Linked DNA regions of Mus musculus: region 2 is linked to region 1. The links are chromatin contacts, called in public promoter capture Hi-C maps. All regions are on one chromosome and are shown on one strand. The core of a region is the stretch at or near the end of the contact, and the rest is flanking DNA. Distances in the headings are between cores, read along the strand shown. Region 1 overlaps Gm36583 (a long non-coding RNA gene). Region 2 overlaps Tsc22d1 (TSC22 domain family, member 1).

The links. Capture Hi-C pulls out chosen DNA fragments and counts their contacts.
Region 2: a contact with region 1 is called in a promoter capture Hi-C map of pancreatic islet. The contact joins two enhancer-like sites. A contact is called at or near these places in 1 of 484 Hi-C or Micro-C datasets (embryonic stem cells), 5 of 115 datasets of contacts at active chromatin or transcription factors (craniofacial prominence, embryonic basal ganglia, embryonic limb bud and 2 more) and 1 of 9 other capture datasets (pancreatic islet).

What each region holds. Positions count from the first base shown.
Region 1 is chr14:76,224,459-76,227,158 of GRCm38.p6, reverse strand. It overlaps Gm36583 (a long non-coding RNA gene), which reads left to right. Exons shown (of 2, transcript XR_383604.3): 2 at 1,278-1,713. Among named protein-coding and RNA genes, the nearest start is that of Gm36583, 19 kb to the left of the region's middle. Within about 2 kb of position 1,403, at least 6 of the 459 cell types and tissues checked have an H3K27ac peak or open chromatin away from gene starts, as enhancers often do. A contact at or near this core is called in pancreatic islet, where this site is marked.
Region 2 is chr14:76,431,674-76,434,373 of GRCm38.p6, reverse strand. All of the region lies in intron 1 of Tsc22d1 (TSC22 domain family, member 1), which reads right to left. Among named protein-coding and RNA genes, the nearest start is that of Tsc22d1, 17 kb to the right of the region's middle. Within about 2 kb of position 1,358, at least 10 of the 459 cell types and tissues checked have an H3K27ac peak or open chromatin away from gene starts, as enhancers often do. A contact at or near this core is called in pancreatic islet, where this site is marked.

The DNA of each region.
Region 1 (2,700 bases), core at 154-2,653:
CAACTTATAAGAGTTGGTTTGCTCCTTCTGTCACGTGAGTCTCAGGATTGGGCTCTCTGGCACTCAGCTTGGCAACAGGCACCTATTTTTAGCTTTTTGAGGAATGCTGGTACTGGTGGCTATGCCCATTCACATCCCAACATTTCAACATGTGTCTCTTGAGTTTAGGTTCATAGCTCACTTTAGAAATGAACTGTGGGGAGTTTATTTTTATTTGAGTGTGTTTTTATTGAAACAGAATGCCTGTGGCTGGGCCAGTCCTCCTCATCTGCTCAAGGCCACCTGGCCACAGAGCAAGAAGAGCAAGCATGGGCTTGGAGGAGGCTGGTTTCCAGCCGGGTCAGAGTGGGATCCTGGAACCAGCTCTGAGCTCTTCAAATCTAATCTGTAGTGAGAGGGCAAAACCAGCCTTTCCCACGTGGGGTTTTTACAAGGAGGAAATGTGCCCATGATTACATTCACCCAGACAAGCAGTGAGCACCCACCAGGCCTACAGAACCTATTAATTTCTGTTATTATCAGGAAGTTGTGGGTGAGGCATCAAAACAGAATTAATTTAAGAGTTGGGATTTTCTAAGATATCTGAGGGGTTCTGCTTCAAGCCAGTCACTAAAGCTACCAGGCAGATCTTGATGGTTGGTTTTGAGTATCTGCATATCTTGGGCTGCCCTGAAACGGCCAACAGCAACGATTTGTCAGGCTTCTGTCAGGCACGTCATTCAAAAGCATGGGACTTTTTGTTAGGATGCAGATTTGGGTGCCTTGGTCAGCAGCATCTTTAAAAATAAGCCAAATCCTACTTAAAAACCTCACTGACATGGAAGACGGCTGATATAGAGGAAAAGAATACATGCCCGGGACTGTCTTGGAGATTAAGCGAACTGTAATTACTCATGTCTGCTGAGATGAAACAACACAGATGACGGGAACCTGACTGAGCATCAGTGCAAAGCACTGAGAACAGGAAAAGGTGGAGAGAAAAACTCAAGGTTTCATAAAAGGAATGGCAAGAGAATCTAAAACAGATTAAGAAAACAGATTAAGTCTAAAGGGTAACAGAAACTAAAACAAATACTCCCCGGGACAGAACGCGGCGGGGGGGGGGGGGGGGGCACTGCTGACCAAACCCTAGGGCAGCGGATGGGTGGCCTGAGCATGAGTTAGAGAGGGAGGCTACTGCCTCCCGTTGGTCCCTGGCCATCCTCCCCTCCTCCTCCCAGCATAGCTGCAGCGGAACGACTGCTCAGTTGACTTCTATTCTTCCTCATTGCATCCAGGAATTGAGTGTGTCAGATGGTAGACCTGACGTTCCCACGGTCTCTTGGCACCGGAAGCTCAGCACACACTGTTCCCTCTCACGGAATGCCCGTGATGCATGGCGTCTCATTGGTTCTGGATCATTAGAGGCACCAGCAGAGACACCTGCTGTGGCCTTACCTGCTGTCTCCAGCCTGACCAGGGAAGCCTACAGGGCAGTGTGCACCGCTGTCAGACCACATACTCCTCCCCATACCTCCCTTGCAGCCACACAAAACAAGGACTTGCCTAAGGCCCTGCTGTCTCCGCAGCCTCTGTCACGAGCACTCATCAGTGAGCACTCCATCGGATGCTAAGGTGCACATAGTATTTCAGAAAAGTCTAAAGTGTAATAAATCCTACCTTTGCTCTGGCTGAAAACACAAATAAAGCTGGTTTTCTGGAAAGTAATCCCAAGCAGATCTGGAACTCAGTGCTACATTTTATATTTAAAAAAAAAATCACCACTTTGTTCACCATAGGCATTGACCTAGCTGTCCATCAACAAGTGACCGGACAATGAAAATGTGGCTCATATAAAAAAATGAAATATTGCTCAGCTCTAAAGAAGAAAAAATGAAGTTTGAAAATGTTCAGGACAGGCTTAGAATGCATAACGTCGAGTGAGACCACACAATCTCAGGAAGATAAATTTGTGTTCTCTTTTGTTTGTTACCCTAGAGAGTAAGAAAGTACTCTCATGCAACAATACATGTATCTATGTAAATATGTATGTATGTATGTATGTATGTATGTATGTACAGTATAACAGAAGAAGGGGATGAGGAAGAACTGCAGGTAACAAGCTTAAGTTATGAATGAGGAGATAAAACTCATTGGTTTTCCATTTCTAACTCTGTCTTGGATTTGGGGTTTGGGAGGTGGACATGTGCAGAACATGTATTTGATACTGAATGTGTAGAACTGGACATGACCCTGCACAGCTTCCATTCTGAATGCTTGTTCTAACTGAAGGCCACTGAGTTGTATGGACGCTTGGGTCTGATTGGTTTTGGTGGGTGATGTTTTTCCAAGTTCCTTAACAATAAAACTCATACAATAACAAATTGTTCATCAGGAAAAAATGTAAAGATATGAGATTTCTACATCAGAAGATACTTGGAAGGATGAAGGTCCTTTCTGTGGGTCAGTCACATACCTGCACTTAGACCAACAGCCCCAGCCCCTGCTAAAACTGACTCTGCATCTTGAGCACATAACTGGAGTCATGATTATGTAACTGCCTAAGGTAACATGCTTCCACTTGCTTTTCTTCCTCCTCCCCCTACCCCCTGACTCCCATCCCCATCCCCACTCAATCCCTACCATCCTTACCCCCACCCCCATCCTTATCCTCCTAATTCTATCCCCAAACACTGTCTCCTCTCCCTCCTCATCCTTTGC
Region 2 (2,700 bases), core at 109-2,608, 210 kb before region 1:
TGGGGCAAGTAGAGCAGGCAATTCCCGTTCTAGGCACGGGGCAGACAGACCGCAGCAGCACTCCTCAGCTACTAAACTCCTATCCCGTCCCATCAGGAGAAAACAAAAACAGGGCGAACAGAAGAAAGCCTTGGCTATATGAAAATCCTGTCTGAAAAACAAAAGCAAAACCAAAGACAGACAGACTGCTTATGTTCACAGTGCATTTGACAGTGCCACTTTCTTTGTATTTATCAAGCCAGCGACCCAAATCTCCACAGAGAAATAAAGCAAGGTGCTAGGACGATGGCTCAGCAGTTAGGAGCACTGTCTGCTCTTCCCGAGGACTGGGGCTTAGTTCCCAACACCGCATGGTGATTCACAACTGCCTAACTCTAGTTCGGAAGATCCAATACTGTCTTCCAGCATCCCACAGAACTAGGCACAAACACTGTGCAGGCAAAACAACTGCAAACATAAATAAAATTAAAAAGGAAGGAAGGAAGGAAGGAAGCGGGGGTGGGAGGGGCTGGAGGGATGGCGCCGTGCAACTTTCTTAGAGAGGATCCGAATCCAGCTCCCAGCGCCCTATGCCAGAGGTCTGTAACCCCCTGGAACTCCAGCTCCAGGGAGCTTGAAGTCTCTTCTGGCCTCTTCAGGTACTTGCACCCAAATACATGTGTGTATATACATATACATACACACAATTAAAATAATTTTTTAATGAAATGAAACTCCTCTAGTATCCTTCACACATTTTGGAAGTCACTGACTACTTACTACTCAGAAGTAATGCCAGATTGTGGTATTTCTAAAAACTAAAAAAAAAAAAAAATCATTCTGTCCTCAAATTTAGAGTTCAGCAAATACTTTAAAGCCTAAGTTGACTTCACAGTTTTATGGCAGCTCAGAAGAGTCAAGAGCTCTCTCCATATTAAGTAGCATTATCTTCACAAACATCTTCTATGGCAAATTTTTCACCTTAAAAACAAACAAAAAAAAAATGTCTTGGGCTACAAAGAATTTCAAATTTTACCTTGAAATTTGAGATTTTTTAAACCTCGAATGGTGGCTCAATCTATAATCCCTGCCCTCAGAGGCGGCCTCAGGAGGATCATTGCAGGAGGATAGCCTGGGCTACACAACAAGTACTATTTATATATAGTCTGAGCTATATAAGTACTATGGCCGGGTTACAGAGCAAGAACCTGTCTCAAAAAAAAAAAAAAAAAAAAATCAAACAACAAAATTGCAACATTTGTATTAGCTAGATTCTGGCAACCTAATTTGGGTTTCCTGAAGAATAGAGTGCCTACCACATACAGACTCCATCCCTAATAACTGAGCTGTTTACGAAGGCAGGGGCAGCTGGATGAGCGAGGGCGTGTGTGTCAACGCAGCACTGTTCCGAGCATCTGGCAAACACCTCTGTGGTGCTCTCATGTGGCGATATTCAAACTTTCATTTCTAATATGAATGCATACTTAGAAAAAATAAGATAGGAAACATCTCCAATTGTTATGGCAGGATAATAAATGTAAGAGAAACGGGCTCAAGAACACACAAAAACCATCTGGCAAAGCCACTGGGCTCTAGAACTTTCCTTTTCCCATGTGACAAACTAGTATTATTTAAAAAACAAAAACAAAAACAAAAACAAACCTCATTTTGAAAGTTTATAGAGAACTTCCAAATCCAGCTCAATGGATCTCCGAATTGAAGAATCCCGATTCCGAGTCATCCATCGCCTTATTGATCAGCCTCATTCACTGAGATGGTTGCCATCCCATATGGGGCTGAGAACGGAACAGATGGTCTTCAGGGCACTGTGCCATCCAAAACAATCTTTACAGAGTTTCAGATCCCGTCATCTGGAAACTGATTCTACTTTGGAGTGTTAAATTGCCACATGACACTGTATAATATCCCTAAGTCCCCTTCACTTCCATTAGAAACAAAACAAAAAAAAAAAAAGGAAGGCACGTTTTGTAACAACTTTTGCATCTGTGAACTTAGCTAGCCCAAGCACTCATCAAATACTCAGATAAAGGACAGTCCTCACAGAATGGCATTCAGAAAAACAACCAGCCCCTGATGTCCCCACTGAATGGAATACATTTTTTGGTTTTGTTTTTAACAAAATGACAATCTGTATCATGCTTGGTAGAAGTGAGAAAGAAGCCACTCTGAAGCCAAGTTCTTCCGTACACTCCCTGGCGATACAAACTACACCAAACATCACAAAGACCCAGAATGACTTGCTGAGAAGGCTGGAGTATGTACAAGTCTTAGCCTGGTAGGCAAGCTTTCTTTTAATTTACAATGCTATAAAGGAACCTTCTTACTCGGCACACTAGGGACACCAGCCATGTACAGAGTCTCCTCTGATTTTCCCAAACAGTACCAGGGTTATATTCTAGCCCCCACAGAACAGCTAAGAAAACTGGACTAACAAAGTTTAACTCGTTTATAAAAGTCAATTAAGAAGTAGAAAAACGGGCTGGAGAGATGGCTCAGTGGTTAAGAGCACCGACTGCTCTTCCGAAGGTCCTGAGTTCAAATCCCAGCAACCACATGATGGCTCACAACCACCCATGATGAGATCTGACGCCCTCTTCTGGTGCATCTGAAGACAGCTACAGTGTACTTAGATATAATAAACAAATCTTTAAAAAAAAAAAAAAAAAAAAGAGGTAGAAAAAACAAGGCTAGCGACCAGGT